Linked DNA regions of Mus musculus: regions 2, 3, 4 and 5 are each linked to region 1. Evidence: chromatin contacts called from public Hi-C, HiChIP or PLAC-seq and promoter capture Hi-C data. All regions are on one chromosome and are shown on one strand. Each heading gives the region's core, a stretch centred on a gene start, on an enhancer-like site or on the middle of the called end of the contact. The rest is flanking DNA. Distances are from core to core; before and after follow the strand shown.

Region 1 (2,911 bases), core at 295-2,794:
GGCCTGGTCGGCCATCACTGGAAAGAGAGGCCCATTGGACACGCAAACTTTATATGCCCCAGTACAGGGGAATGCCAGGGCCAAAAAAATGGGAATGGGTGGGTAGGAAAGTGGGGGGCAGGGTGTGGGGGACTTTTGGGCTAGCATTGGAAATATAATTGAGGAAAATATGTAATAAAAAAAAGAGTTGACAGCTTTCTTTCAAAACTTTAACCAAGACAAATTAATAAGTAAGTTACAGTTGTATTTTTTCAAAGGAGATGGACTCAGGGCTTAAAAGCTCTTGCCACATAATCCTGACCATCTGGCCTGGATCACAGGAGAACAGGGCAGCAGGAGAGGACAGACTCCTACACATATGCTGTGGCATAGATATGCCCCGCTCAAGAAATAAAGTAGTTTTTTAATGGGCCAAATGGGTAACTCTCCAGTGTTTCAAATAGTTGAATGTGACTATTGGATATAAATATTTATTACGCAGTAAAATCTGTTTGGTTTTTTTGATCTCCCCAGGGTTCTCTGTTTCCCAGAACTGTTGCAGGCCTGTGATAAGAAAGGGTAAGAGGTTCAAAGCTGTTAAAAACAATGAATTCATGAAATTCTTAGACAAATGGATGGATCTGGAGGATATCATCTTGAGTAAGGTAACCCAATCAGGAAAGAACACACATGATATGCACTCACTGGTAAGTGGACATTAGCCCAGAAGCTCAGAATCCTTTTTAGAAGGGGGAACAAAATACCCATGGAAGGAGTTACAGAGACAAAGTTTGGAGCAGAGCCTGAAGGAAGAGACTGCCAGAGACTGCCCCACTTGGGGATCCATTCCATAAACAACCACCAAACCCAGACACTAGGCAGATGCCAACAAGAGCCTGCTATAGCTGTCTCCTGAGGGCCTTTGTCAGTGCCTGGCAGATACAGAAGTAGATGCTCACAGTCATTCATTGGACAGAGCACAAAGTCCCCAATGAAGGAGCTAGAGAAAGTACCCAGGGAGCTAAAGGGATCTGCAACCCTATAGGTGGAACATCATTATGAACTAACCAGTACCCCAGAGCTCTTGACTCTAGCTGCATATGTATCAAAAGATGGCCTAGTCGGCCATCACTGTAAAGAGAGGCCCATTGGACTTGCAAACTTTATATGCCCCAGTACAGGAGAACGCCAGGGCCAAAAGTGGGAATGGGTGGGCAGGGGAGTGGGGGGGGGAGGGTATGGGGGACTTTTGGAATAGCATTGGAAATGTAAATGAGGAAAATACCTAATAAAAAATATTAAAAAAAAAAAAAAAAGAAAATCCCTGTGACCTCAGTAAGGTCAGCTTGAATTATGTTTCTAAATCAGAGTGTGCTGAAAGAGAAACGAAACACAAAGTAAACCAGAAGCAAACAGGAAAGTCAGTCTCCAGATGGCGCCAGTGTGGCTCCTGACCTTGAAATGCGTTTCCCAATGAGATTTTGTTAGGCCCTGAGCCAACCAAGCGTGTGTGTATGTACAGAAAGGAGGAGCTACAGGATTAGCTAAATACTGAAACCTCCCCACGTATTTGTGCCTCTCAGCTTTCAAGTTTCAATCCTGTAGTGGAAACTCAGCTCCTCAGCTCTGAGATGTGTGTCACAAAGGCTTCCCTACCTATGCTTAGTCCCACAGGCAGCCCGCAGGAGGTAGAAGTGGGTAAGTATTCAATAGTATTTGAACCAATGGGAGGGGCAGAGAGGAGTTTCAAACAGGGCAGGAAGGCAAAAGAGTTGAACCTTGAACAAAAGATTAAGAACAGAAGGGCGTCTGTGAGCCCGTCACTGTGGGTCTGCAGAGCAGGAGAATGCAGTCGGGATTAGCTATGAGGTTGTTACATTAGTTATTCTATCGGAGCATACAATACTCGAATAGTTCTCAGGCAAGAGAAATGAGCAGCGAGTCACCTTCTAACTGCCAGAGCTGTAGCCACAGCGTTCTCGCTTTGTACTTAGCTTGCTAGTCCACTCTTCCCAGGGATCTGGTAAGTTACAGTCTGGTGGATTACATCAAATTGCTGTAGTAAACGTTTGCTTTAAGTCCCTGAGTGAAGGAAACTCAGACAACAGCTTTGCAATGTGCATAGTGGCAGAAGTTGCCTGGGAAGCTTGGAGCTTGTGTTTTGCAGATCCATTGTAATTAAAATAGAATTGTAAGGGGGTGGCTTGGGGTGGGGTGGGGGTGGGGGGCGCTGAACCTACTCAGGACCAAATCCTTTCTGTTTTGAGCTCTTGATAAGTTACAGAAAAAGAATATAATGGGGTTTCCTACTTAATTCTTCAGAAAGGAAGCAAAATTGTGTTTCTTGTGTTTCAAACTGTCTATGCTCCATTATATTGTGTTCCTTTATTTTCCTTTTCCCCCTCATTCCTGTTTCTTCACATTAATTTTTTTTTTTTTAATTTGTGGAAAGACTACTGAATTTTGAGAAAGTAAGATTGACATCTATCAAAATACAAAATTCCCAACAAATGCTAATGTTTATCACTTAAACCAAGTATTCTGAAATAATAATAATAATAATAATAATAATAAATTATAATAAATTATTATTACTGAGGATGATGATGACTGACTGACTGATTGATTGATTGATTGATTCTTTGGCAAAGTCTCATACTTTACCCCAAGCTGGCCTGGAACTCCTGCTCCCTCTGCCTCAGCAGGGTTGACTTTTTAAAATCAAATACACAAATATTTAGCCATTGGAAACATTTCCTGAGAATGTGGAGCTTCTGTCTCAAGTGCAGCTGTTGCATAGCTAGCTGCAGGCATTTTGAAGCCTGTCTTGTGAATGTGGAGCTCCTGTCTCAAGTGCAGCTGTTGTATAACTAGCTGCAGGCATTACACAACTTCACTCCTTTGAAGCAGTAGCTTGTTTTATCATTGAAAC
Region 2 (2,911 bases), core at 232-2,731, 820 kb before region 1:
CTGGGAAGGCAAGTTAAGGAAAGAAGGGCCTGCTCTGGCTCACAGATCCAGGGTACAGTGTTGAGGAGTCTCAGCAGCGGGAACTTGACAGCAGCTGGGCACATCACCTTAGCAGACAGGAAGCAGGTGAATTCTCCGGCTCAGTTTGCTTTTAGTCAATCAATCCACAATCCATGAAATAGGAAATAGGGCCACATCCCATCTCAGTTTTAGCTATATAATCTCTTACCCAAACAAAATCGAAGTCAGGTTTTGGCTCGTTTCTGCTCAGCCTTTGCCTATTTTTATTAATCTTTGAGATAGAGTCTTGTTATGTAGCCTTGGCTAGCCTGGGGCTGGCAATGTAGACCTGGCTGGCCTGGAATTCAGAGATCTGCCTGCCTCTGCCTCCTGGGTGCTGGAATTAAAGGTGTGCACCACCACACTCTGCTCACTCTTCAAACACAGTCTTATTATGTAGCCCAGACTAGACTAATGTGAGGCCCTTTTGTCTCACACCAGGATTATTGGTACGTGCCACATACCTAGCTGCTTACAACTTCTAACCGGGTTCCTTCAAATATTAAATAAGAACAAAATTCAGAAAGGCGAAGACCCTGCCTCCTGTCTCATAGCATACCACACTCACTACATCTTAGGCCTTTGTATTCAGCAGGCCTCCTCCCGGTCAAAGCAGCTCTCCCTTCTCTATTTACTTCAGGGTTTCCCTCTCTTCTGTGTAATGGGTAACAGATCTTACACCGCGTTCTCAGCTCCTTTAAAAAAAAAAAAAGGAAAGAAAGAAAGAACGGCTTTACTGTCCTAAGTCAAGATCTCATTAAAATAAACAAAGTTATCACAGGAGGCTGCGGGAGGGCGAGCCAGTGACCCCGGCTACTCCGAAGGCGGAAACACGAGGATCCAGAATTCTACACAACCTTGTGTCAGACAAAACCCACCGGCCTCTAACTTGTTCCTCTGTAGCTAGAATTCTACCGATCTGTTCATCTCATTCTGTGCTCCCTCGCCATCAGACGCTGAGGCCAGGGGGAGGACGCCCGGGTCCGCCGCTGTATCCTCCGCTCTTATCGTAAAGTACTTCGAGGGAATAAACGATCGTCCGGACACCTCGGGGGCTGGGGCCCGGGAGGAGGCGGCCACAGACCGGAGCGGGGCGGAGCCACGTAACCGCAAGTCTAGGGCCAGAAACCCAAGCCGGACCCCACGGAGCCGCGTGGACTGAGCGGGGCGGGGGACCCAGGGGTAACCGAGTGGGTAGCCAGCCCGGGGAAGTGGCGTACGCTGTCCCGGAAGGAAGTCGACCACTGAGGCAGGGCGGTCCGGGGCGGGGCGGAGCAGGCTGCTGGCCGCCGTCCGCGCGTCCCCGCGTCCCTCCCGCCGCCCCTCGAGCCCCGCCGGGGCCGCCTTACCCGCCCTCCCGGCCGCGGCCGCCGCTCCTCAGGACACCGAGCGTTCGGGGCCGGAACCCGGAGACAAGCCGGTGCCGATTGGCGACGCTCCGTCACGTGACCGCAACGCTCCGCCGGCGCCAATTTCAAACAGCGGAACAACTGAAAGCGGCGCTGCGGGACCCACCCCCGGCCCGGGCTCCCCCGTCACCCCGCCCCGGGCTCCCACCCCGGCCGTCCCGCCGGGACCCGCCGCCCGGGCCCGGCTCGGCCCCGCGTGGAGCAGACGCGGCCTGTGAGGTGAGTGGGGTGCGGCCGGGTCCAGGGAGGGCTCGGAGTCGGCACTGCCGGGGCTGTGGGGCGCGAGGGGGTGTTGGGCACCGCCGGGAAGAAGGTCTGAGCCTCCGGCCTCGGCCTTGCCGCCGCCGTGTTCTCCGAGCATCCCCGGACCCTGGGAACAGGCCTGCCCTCGGAGTCTGCATTTGCAGTCAACCCTGCCTCCGCCTCCACCGCTGCAGGGCGGGATCCTGGCTGAGTGTTGGTTGCAAGGTTCCCTGTTGAGTGTGGAGAATAATGGGGTCGTGGGGTGGCTCTGCAAGTCTCCTTCCGCTAGAAGATATTGGGAGTGTTAGGGAAAGGCTGGTCAAAGAGAGCCCCTGTGGTGGTGGGGGGGGGTGTCTAACATCTGATTGGGGTGGGGTGCAATGGGAAGGAAAACGAAAACTGAGATTTGAAGGTCGAGAGAACGGAGTATGAAGAGAGCTGCAGGGTGGAAGGGACCTGAGAACTCTTAAGCAGCTGGCAAACGTCAAAAGAGTGTAATCCCTTCTTTGGCAGGTGTCCTAAAGCGACAGCTGCTTTCTCTGTTTCTCACAGGATTGCAAAAGTGACAGGATTTAACTTAATGATAAATTATTCTATCTACCTATAAAAAAATCCATAGGAATGCTTTTTCTAAAGACTTCCTTCCTTAGCGTTTCAAAACCACTTTAGCATAGCCAGGCATAGTGGTGAGTGACTGTAATCTCAGCAACTAGAAAATTAGAGGCCAGAGGCTCAGCAGTTCAAAGCCAGCCTGGACTACAGGCGATTCTGTCTCAAATATAAAAGCCACCTTAAGCTTATTAATGATGGCACATCTTAGTATGAAGGAGATCAGTATTACAATCTTACTTTTGAAGCAGAAGATCAAGGTATATAGAGTATTATACTCACAAAACTAAAATATTGCCAGGCAGTGGTGGCGCATGCCTTTAATCCCAGCACTTGGGAGGCAGAGGCAGGCAGATTTCTGAGTTGCAGACCAACCAGGGCTACACAGAGAAACCCTGTCTCAAAAACAAAACAAAACAAAACAAAAAACAAAAAAATCCCACTAAAATATAGTTACTTTCAGGTACCAAAATATCATTGTGCAAATGCTTTGCAAATTTTGAAAGAAGAAAAACACACTTTAAAAAAAAAATTAATGTAATGGGGCTGGGGAGATGGCTCAGTGGTTAATGGAAGCTCTTGAAAATCTT
Region 3 (2,911 bases), core at 196-2,695, 760 kb before region 1:
GCACACCTTTAATCCCAGCACTGGGGAGGCAGAGGCAGGCGGATTTCTGAGTTCGAGGCCAGCCTGGTCTACAAAGTGAGTTCCAGGACAGCCAGGGCCATACAGAGAAACCCTGTCTCGAAAAAACCAAAAAAAAAAAAAAAAAAAAAAAGAAAGAAAGAAAGAAAGAAAGAAATCTGAACATACTAGGTACAGTCCCATTTTTTTTTTTTTTTAATATTTCCTATGGTAGGCCTGGCGGCGGGGGTGGGGTGGGGCTGCTAATACTGTTAACACTAACAGTTCCAGAGCCTTAACTGTGTGCCTGTCATCGTTCTACCTGCTTAATGTGCATTTATTTATTTAAATGACGAGAAAAGCATCAACTGCCTAGGAAAGAAAAAAAGTAGGTAGAAATTGCTTTTGTATTTCAACGAAGAGGTAACACTACAAAGTCGCCAGACACCTGAGTCAATTCTGGGTAGGCACAGTAGAAGCCTCGCATGGTCCACACTGATTATGGGGTATCTGCGGTAGGTTGGAGGCAGCAGAGATATCTACCGGTTAATTCCAGTGTAGGAGCAATACAACAGTGTGGCAATAGCAGCCAAGAGTGTGGGCAAGCATGGTAGCATGGGGAATGGGGGGGGGGGGAGGGAAAGCTATAGGTAGAGGGATATTATTAAATGCAATTTACAGGTTAAAAAATGGGCTTTGAAATGTAAAGATGTTTTGCAAGGGAATTGCGGCTACGAAAGGAAATAACGCGGGAAACAGGCTTTTACAACCTCCTATCCTGACAATCACTGAACTGTGCAAGAGAACCAACAACCTGTCTTCTTAAAATTAATGATAAAAAAATAAAATATGGCTGGAGTGATGACTCAGCGATAGGACATTAGCTCTTCCAGAGGAATGGGGTTTAATCCCCAGCAGTGGCAGCTCACAAATGTCTCTAACGCCAGTTCTAGGGGACCCAGCGTTCCTCTTCTGGCTTTTACGGGCACTGCTCACACACGGTACACAGACACACATGCAAGCAAAACACTCTACACATAAATTTTAAAGCTAAAACAAAAAATAACTACTAGAGGCTCTGGCCCAACTAAGCCTCCTGCAGTGACGGTCTCAGAGCGATACTGTCAATCAAAATTTTCTGTTCCGCACGCCATGTTGACTCCAGTGCGCAAGCGCACAACACGCCATCGTGTCGTTCCCACCACCCCCATCTCGCTCCGCCCAAATGCAGTGGTTTGCAGTGCGCATGCACTCACCGCGTCGTTATCCACGTCTCCGAGGCAGATGGCGTGCGGGAAGAGACTCCCGCTGAAATCCAGCGCCACGCGCTGCACATAACTAACCGACCTCATGGCACTCTGGAGGGCTGAGGTGCCGGGCCACTGCACCAAAACGACCCCCGAGCCCTCAGGACAGCCGTGCACGCGTGTCAGGCCACCGAACCGGAAGTCTACGTCACCGCTTAAGCCTTGAGTTCCGGCTTTCTTCCCCTAACCTTAGGGGAGGAGGCGGGCCTTCCGTGCCAGGAGCTGACTTGATACCTGGGGCTTGACCTTTTTCTCTGAGGGGGATTCAGACCATCCCTCGGGTCATAGTAATAGCCGTCATAATTAACAGCTTTGTTTTCCAACAATTTTTATGAAATTCCCTAATGGAGTTGTCAACGCAATGTAGTGGATTACAACCCACGTTAAAAAAAAAACAAAAACAAAACTTAAGGGGCCAAAAATAGAGCTCAGCAATTAAGAGCACTGGCTGCTTGCTCTTGTAGAGGACCCTGGGAAGATTCCTAGCCCCGACATGGTGCTCGCACCCATCCATCTGTAATTCCAGTTCTAAGAAGTCCGACGCCAGACAACCTCTTCTGGCTTCCCAGGCACCTAGGTGATGCACACATACACATGTAGCAGGAGAGCCACCACAAAGATTTTAAAAATATGAAAACAGACAAAGAGAAAAAGATCTAAGTAGTAAATCGTGTTATTTTGTTAAAGCCTTGTTTTGGGGATATATATATATATATATATATACCCTGGATTATAATGAAAAAATTATGCTGTGTACTTTATGGGCAGCAGTTTGAAAAATACCTATTGCAAAGCACACCTTACATGTATTATTTAATCAGCAAAATTATGTAAGCTTTATTGTTTCTTCAGGTGAGGAAACCATGTTCATCAAGATTGAGTAACTTTGCAGAAAGTGGTAGACGTGAGATTCAAACCAAGATGTCTGATGTAAAATGTTAGAGCTCTTTTGTCACTATTGCAGTTCCCATGGAAGTGAAGGCTGCTGGGATTCTGGACCCGAGGCATGATGTAGCCCCACCCCAGCACAAAGAGACCTGTTTCTAGTGGCCTTACTCTAGTTTAGGTGGGGCCATTATTCTCATGACTGGGGCTGCTTGGGATACTTTCCCTGATAAACCAGGTTCTGCCTTTCTTCTGAGATGTGATCAAGGCAACAGGAGTGTTAGTTAAACTACATGTGGTAGTGCTCGCCTGTAATTCTAGCACCTGGGAGGCAGAGGCAGGAGGATCAAGAGATCAGTATCAGCCTTGGCTGTGTAATTCTATGTCAGCTTTGGTTACATGAGACCCCATCTCCAACAAAAAGTCAATAAAAACAAAAGACACTCGATAGAAATTCCTGTAGTCCTGGCGCTAGGGACGCAGAGGCAGCAGTTCAGGATTATTGTCAATCACATGCAGTCTGAGGCCAGCCTGAAACACACTGAGACTCTCTTAAGGAGGAAAACCCTTTAGTTTTACATGTGCAAGCTAATCTACATTTGGCTTCTCATCTTAGGGGGTGCTGGACCAGAGATGTCCTACGTTCTATGTCAAAGGTGGTGAAAGAAGTCTGAGATGAGAGACCTTTCTACCCTAGAGGAAAGGATGGATTTGGTTTTCGT
Region 4 (2,911 bases), core at 261-2,760, 580 kb before region 1:
TCGGCAGAAGCCTGTGTAGTATCTTCAGACACAATGTATGGTTGCCAGAAAGGAAGGAGCTTCTAGCTTTGTTCCAGGTTGATGTCTCTGTATCCTGCAACCAAGATACAGAGATATCTTGTATCAGAGATACCAAGAGATGGCACTGTGCTCTTAATTCTAAAACCTGTGATCTGGGAGCAGCACTCTCCACTCATGCAGGGTACCTCCATTTTAAGCTGTTTACTAATGTATATTTTTAAGTAGCTCATAAAATAGTAGATTTTCACATGACTTGTTCACAAAAGGTTCACTTCTAGGATTTTAGACGGTATTCTTCAGGAGTGACAGCTGTATTAAAAGATTCTCATGCCTTACCTTTCTTCACACGTCACTACCTATTACTGTTGCCTACAGAGTGCTTGACTCTGCTTGAGAAAAGCTCCCAGTGTTTAACCTTTATTAGACAGTTATTGGCCTTTACACAGGTCACTTGTACATCCCTTCAAATACTACTAATTTCATTCTATTTGTTAACAGTTTAGGTTTGAAAACAAAACATGGACTAAGGCTGGGCGTGGTTGGCACACGCCATTAATCCCAGCACTTGGGAGGCAGAGGCAGGCGGATTTCTGAGTTCGAGGCCAGCCTGGTCTACAAAGTGAATTCCAGGACAGCCAGGGCTATACAGAGAAACCCTGTCTCGAAAAAACAAACAAACAAAAAACAACAAACAAACAAATAACCATGGATTAAATGATATCCTCCTCTATGTCACCAGACTGAAAGGGAGAGGTCACCCTCTGTACACATTTCCCGTGGAAAATGTCAAAGAACTTGGAAGTCAAATTTTTAACACTGGAACTGAAATAAGGATAAAATGTTCGGTCACACACACCCAGAACGCTGGTCCTGGACTCTTCAATGGATGCCAGTGGGAGAGAAAAGGATGGATTGCTCTTTATTAAAAGAGACCAAAGTGTCTACAACCAATGGTAAACGCTAAACTGGGGCTGAACTCTGGATTGAGAAGGGAGGATCTAAAATATATTAATGATAGTTTAGCAAAATTTAGAAAATTCAGATATAGGACCGATCTTAGAATGTTAGGTTGTATTTATTTATTTTGGCTTTTCGAGACAGGGTTTCTCTGTATAGCCCTGGCTGTCTTGAAACTCACTTTGTAGACCAGGCTGGCCTCGAACTCAGAAATCTGCCTGCCTCTGCCTCCCAAGTGCTGGGATTAATGGTGTGCGCCACCACTGCCCGGCTAGGTTTTTATTTTATTTTATTTTTTTATTTCTTAGTTTTTTCCTGCAACTATCAAGTCATTCAGAAAAGAGGAGTCAAGAGAGGGATGAGGTACATTTGAAATAAAAAACAATAATGATGATTGGTCCTGGGTTGAGAGATATCAGTGTACACAGAGCATTCCCCATCCTTTAGGTAAATGTGAAAAGTCCCCCTAAGTGCTATACTTTCAACGTTGCAGTTGTATATTATGGACACAAGGTGGCGATAGACTCACTTTTGAAATTCTGTGAATGCAGAAGCAAATGCTTTCTAATGTAACTAACATCTACCCTGGTTTGCCTGATCTAGGAAGGGAACCAAGCGAAGTTGCCCCAGAAGGCAGTGCGCCACGAGAAAGTCCTCAAATGACCAGTTAATTTGCAGTTCATCTGGAAGTCTAAGAAGCAACAGTTGGTAGCTTTGGAGAGATCTGGGTTCAAGTTCCAGCTCTCCTGCTGATTAATTTTGTGACTTCACCAAGACACAAGCTTTGAGAGGAGAAAATGAAGGAACTGGTTTTGAAGATTTGGGGTTGCTTTTCTTCTGGTTGGAAGAATTACCATTTCCCTTTTGGTTACAGAGTGAGAGCAAGAGCGAGTTAAATCAAAATATTCAAAATTTGTACTGGGTGGCTGGGTGGTGGTGGTGCACACCTTTAATCCCAGCGCTTGAGAGGCAAAGGCAGGCAGATTTCTGTGAGTAAGAGGCCAGCCTGGTCTACAGAGAAAATTCCAGGACAGCCAGGACTAACACACAGAAACCCTACTTCAAAAAGTAAAAAAAAATTTTTTAGACATATATGCAGTTATAGATACTATGAAATTTTTTTGTGCAGTGTCGCTATTTGCAGAACAGAAGTTGCTTCTAAAGAAAAGAGCTTTGGATTGGTGAGAACTAAGTTACCATTGGCCAGGAGTATAAAGTTCCCCTGTGCTATTGCACAGTTAGAGTAACTATAGATCAAATGATAAAGTACTTAAAAGGGGGAGGGAAGCGAAAAGAACGATTTAATGCTTTCATCATAAGAAATGATAAAGGTTCAAGAAGTTAGCTTTGTGTACCCAGTTTCAGACATTATCCAATGTGTATATACACATAGTATATGTATACACATAGTATAGTATATATGTAAACATAGTACCTGAGAAATACATACACTTTTGTGTCTTTTGTAAAGATTTGGTATGTGTGTGTGTGTATGTATGTGTAAGTGTGTATGAGTGTGTGTGTGTGTGTGAGTGTGTGTGTGTGTGTGTGTGTGTGTGTGTGTGTGTGTATGTGTGAGTGTGTGTGTAGTGCTCACAGAGGCCAGGAGAGCATGTCAGACCCACTGGAAGTAGCATTACAGGAAACTGAGAGACTCTGCATGGATGCTGACATCCAAATTTAGAATTCAATGAAACTATCAAATGCCTGGAAGCCAGCTGTTTGGGGCCAAGTATGTCTCCTGCTTCTGAGTCTCCTGCCTTGGTCAGCAATGACAGCTCCTACCATGGAGGCTGGATAAATTAACAGATTAAGAATAAAGAGACCACAATGGTGGGGGAGAAGTTAACTGGCAAGATTGAAATGTTGCCTATTTTCTTGTTGGAAGAGGAAATAGACTGGCCCTCTGAGGAAAATTACACTGTGCACTATG
Region 5 (2,911 bases), core at 119-2,618, 530 kb before region 1:
TGCAATAGTGAATGGGTTTAGTGATTGCATATGGGATGGATCAATCCCCAGGTGGGGCAGTCTCTGGGTGGCCTTTCCTTCAGTCTCTGCTCCATTCTTTGTCCCTATATTTCCTTCAGACAGGAGCAATTCTGGGTTAAAATTTGAGAAGGATAGGTGGCCCCATCCCTCAACTAGGGGCCATGTCTAACCTGTAGATATGGCCTCTACAGGTCTCCTTCCCCTTTGTTGGGTATTTCAGCTAATATCATTCCTGTGGGGTCCTGGTAGCCTCTTGCTTTCCTGGCATCTGGGACTTTCTGTTGACTACCCCTAGTTCCCCATCCCCCATTGCTACACACCTCTATTCAATTTCCTGATCCTCTGTATATCTCCCACCCCACCCCTGTCTCAAGCACACATATGAATAGTCCTCAGAGAGAGTTGTTGTCATCTTTGATGCAACCATGCATTATGCACTGATTGTGATAATGATTTTAGCAGGTCGTTAATGAGGCAGCAACAATAAATAAGTTGTTATGTGTTGCTCATGATTGCTATGACATAGCCAGGACACAAAACTGCTAGCACAGTAAGGTGTAGTTACTGGATTTGCTACAAATCCACTTCCTTTCTGTGTAGTTTCTGCTACTGCTGATCCCATTGTCACGCAGGAAGCCATGTATTTCATTTCCTTGGCTGGAAACCCTAAATATATATATATATATATATATATATATATATATTCTGCAGAGTCTGCCATTGCACTCACGTCTTCAATCATATCTCACTCCTCTTCACCACTTATTTATGATATGAATCAGATGCAGAGTCCACTGGAATCCCATGCACCAGTTTTGCACCTAGGGACTTGTGCAAACCTTAGGGCTTGATTTGATCACCACACTTCTGACACTCATCCATGTTGAACCCTGGAATGTGTGTACAATGCTTGCTGCCATGTTCAAATGAACTGCAGCAGTGGGTAGCCTCACAAGGGTGATTATCAAAGCTCTCTTGAAGTATTTTACACATGTATAAAAGTGGGAGGAAATGCACTACTTAGGAAATTGCGGTCTTTTACTATGGAGGCAACTGGCTCTGTGTTTTACCATTACCGTGAAATGGGTCTGTTCAAAATGGCTGTGCTTGCATTCAAGAGCTGTTCCCAGTGCTCATTGATGACAAGACCTTAGGGGAGATTCTCACTGCCCCTGGAGTCTCTACTTCTGTGAACAGGGACAACCATGCAAACAGAGGACTGAAACTTCTCAGGCTTGCAGTTCTGAAATAGCTTCCTGTGGTTTTAGAGCCCTTGGTGGCCAACAGCAGGGCTGTATACATCATACAAGGGCCATTATCAGCAAGGAAAGATTTTTAAGTGGTGATAGCAGATATCTACCCCAGATGCCACATTCATGCTAAATATTTGGAATGGAATCAGTATGTAAATGCTTTAAGTGTTGTGTCTGGCCAGCAGACCACAGCCTGGGTTCTAGCCTGGAAAGGCATTTTGGAAACCTGGAAGAGGAGAGGGGCTAGGTGGCGAGAGAAAGAAATGTAGCCAAGACAGTTACTCTGATCAAAGCTCCAATTTTACTGTTGCGACACTCAGTTATGAAGGAAGGGGGAGGGGACCCGATTCCCGCTGAATAATCTCTGGTCCAGTAGAAAGGTGCACGTGTGTGGCTCCGCAGGTTCCAGCAGTGGGCGTGGCAGAACGAACGAGCAGGAAGCTCCACCCCTGAGCAAGCAGGTTTCAGGCTGGGGGAGGGGAGACTACATTTCCTCCCTTTTATTAACAAAATTTAAAAAAAGAAAAAGCTGGCCTGAGGGGGGGGGGGGAAATTATCTATGCTCAATAGTTCTGCCTGGAATCTAGGGCTAAAGAAAAAACCTGCTTTTCTGGGATTCTTTAACTTTTTTAATGGTAAACTGTATCTGGCTAGACTGTCCTTTCTTATCTTAGTAAACAACTAACTGAAAAGCCTGGAGCTGCAGGCTGTGACTGTATAATGCTAATTAGTACTGAGTAGGTAACTTTCTAGTGGAATTTTAAGTAGGGCGTTGGAACTCTGGCTAAGTTTGACTGAACAATTTTGAAATACACTATAATAAGAATAACACTAAGTTGATATTCCTCCGCATTTTTGGATGATAGGTGGGAAACAGGGAGAAGGGGTTCGACCGGCTCTGTAGTACAAGGCCAATTGGCTTTTTTATTTGGGTGGGAGGCAGTGAAGGGCTTGCCCTTTCAATAGTACGGTCTCCAATCTCTCTCCCCCCTATTAATTAAGTTAAATAAGGCAACACTTAATTGAGGTGATCAAATGATTTTCTCATCCGTAGATGAGTGGGCTTTTAACCTTGGCTTGGGTGGACATTGACCCGATTCCTCCCGTGGGTACTGTTAAGACCCACACTTGTGGCTCTCGGTATCTTTTGGGGAGGGGAGGCAGAGCCGAAAAATATTTTTGATTTTTAGCCAAAATTTGATACCAACCTCTTTCAAACCGGGTTTATCTCACAGGAAACTCAGAAATGGTCAAGCTGGACCTTCCCCTGCAGTAGCTCTCTGCACCAAGCGATGCCCATACTGAATTTGTACGATCACAAACCAGTATGCACAGTTCTGAGTGCTGTGCGGCTCCTAAAGGAGAATTATCAACCTCAGATTTAGCAAAGCCTAAGCAAGAATTATGTCATTAGTAACACCACGACTTGTGGCTAAAATAGGAGCTGGAAGTCGTTCCTCCTCATCCCTGTTTTTTCCACAGCCTAAGGACTAAGGGGACCTCGCAGTAACAGCAAGGGTGAAAAGCCAGAGGCCAGCTAAGGGACTAAGCCCGTCTATCAAAATAAAAACCAATCCTTATTAATATAGAAATATTTACTTTTCTAGCCCTCTAGAAAAACCTAATTTTTAACTCAG

What was found. Promoter capture Hi-C pulls out the DNA fragments that hold promoters and counts their contacts. Hi-C and Micro-C count contacts between places; a contact is called where the count stands out from the background. HiChIP or PLAC-seq counts read pairs in DNA pulled down with a chosen protein or histone mark.
Region 2: a contact with region 1 is called in a FOXA1 HiChIP or PLAC-seq map of pancreatic cancer cells. The contact joins the promoter of Rhno1 here to the promoter of Clec2d in region 1. A contact is called at or near these places in 2 of 39 promoter capture datasets (both in the 3T3-L1 cell line) and 2 of 115 datasets of contacts at active chromatin or transcription factors (memory CD8 T cells and pancreatic cancer cells).
Region 3: a contact with region 1 is called in a promoter capture Hi-C map of 3T3-L1-derived adipocytes, with 4 times the contacts expected there. The contact joins the promoter of Itfg2 here to the promoter of Clec2d in region 1. A contact is called at or near these places in 6 of 39 promoter capture datasets (the 3T3-L1 cell line, 3T3-L1-derived adipocytes, hippocampal neurons and 3 more) and 1 of 115 datasets of contacts at active chromatin or transcription factors (memory CD8 T cells).
Region 4: an H3K4me3 HiChIP or PLAC-seq map of pro-B cells shows a contact between it and region 1, with 2.8 times the contacts expected there. The contact joins the enhancer-like site here to the promoter of Clec2d in region 1. A contact is called at or near these places in 3 of 39 promoter capture datasets (the C10 cell line, pre-B cells and stem cell-derived epiblast-like cells) and 2 of 115 datasets of contacts at active chromatin or transcription factors (embryonic stem cells and pro-B cells).
Region 5: a contact with region 1 is called in a Hi-C map of trophoblast stem cells, with 6 times the contacts expected there. The contact joins the enhancer-like site here to the promoter of Clec2d in region 1. A contact is called at or near these places in 6 of 39 promoter capture datasets (cranial neural crest, embryonic stem cells, hippocampal neurons and 2 more), 1 of 484 Hi-C or Micro-C datasets (trophoblast stem cells) and 1 of 9 other capture datasets (liver).

What each region holds. Positions count from the first base shown.
Region 1 is chr6:129,179,071-129,181,981 of GRCm38.p6, forward strand. Clec2d (C-type lectin domain family 2, member d) reads left to right here and starts at 1,545. Exons shown (of 5, transcript NM_053109.3): 1 at 1,545-1,677. The coding sequence starts at 1,611.
Region 2 is chr6:128,361,430-128,364,340 of GRCm38.p6, forward strand. Rhno1 (RAD9-HUS1-RAD1 interacting nuclear orphan 1) reads right to left here and starts at 1,482. Exons shown (of 3, transcript NM_001326585.1): 1 at 1,410-1,482. It overlaps Foxm1 (forkhead box M1), which reads left to right and starts at 1,565. Exons shown (of 8, transcript NM_008021.4): 1 at 1,565-1,688.
Region 3 is chr6:128,423,465-128,426,375 of GRCm38.p6, forward strand. It overlaps Itfg2 (integrin alpha FG-GAP repeat containing 2), which reads right to left and starts at 1,446. Exons shown (of 12, transcript NM_133927.1): 1 at 1,254-1,446. The coding sequence starts at 1,349.
Region 4 is chr6:128,603,166-128,606,076 of GRCm38.p6, forward strand. No RefSeq gene overlaps it. Among named protein-coding and RNA genes, the nearest start is that of Klrb1a, 18 kb to the right of the region's middle. Within about 2 kb of position 1,511, at least 4 of the 459 cell types and tissues checked have an H3K27ac peak or open chromatin away from gene starts, as enhancers often do. A contact at or near this core is called in pro-B cells, where this site is marked.
Region 5 is chr6:128,651,848-128,654,758 of GRCm38.p6, forward strand. No RefSeq gene overlaps it. Among named protein-coding and RNA genes, the nearest start is that of Gm34617, 4.1 kb to the right of the region's middle. Within about 2 kb of position 1,369, at least 7 of the 459 cell types and tissues checked have an H3K27ac peak or open chromatin away from gene starts, as enhancers often do. A contact at or near this core is called in trophoblast stem cells, where this site is marked.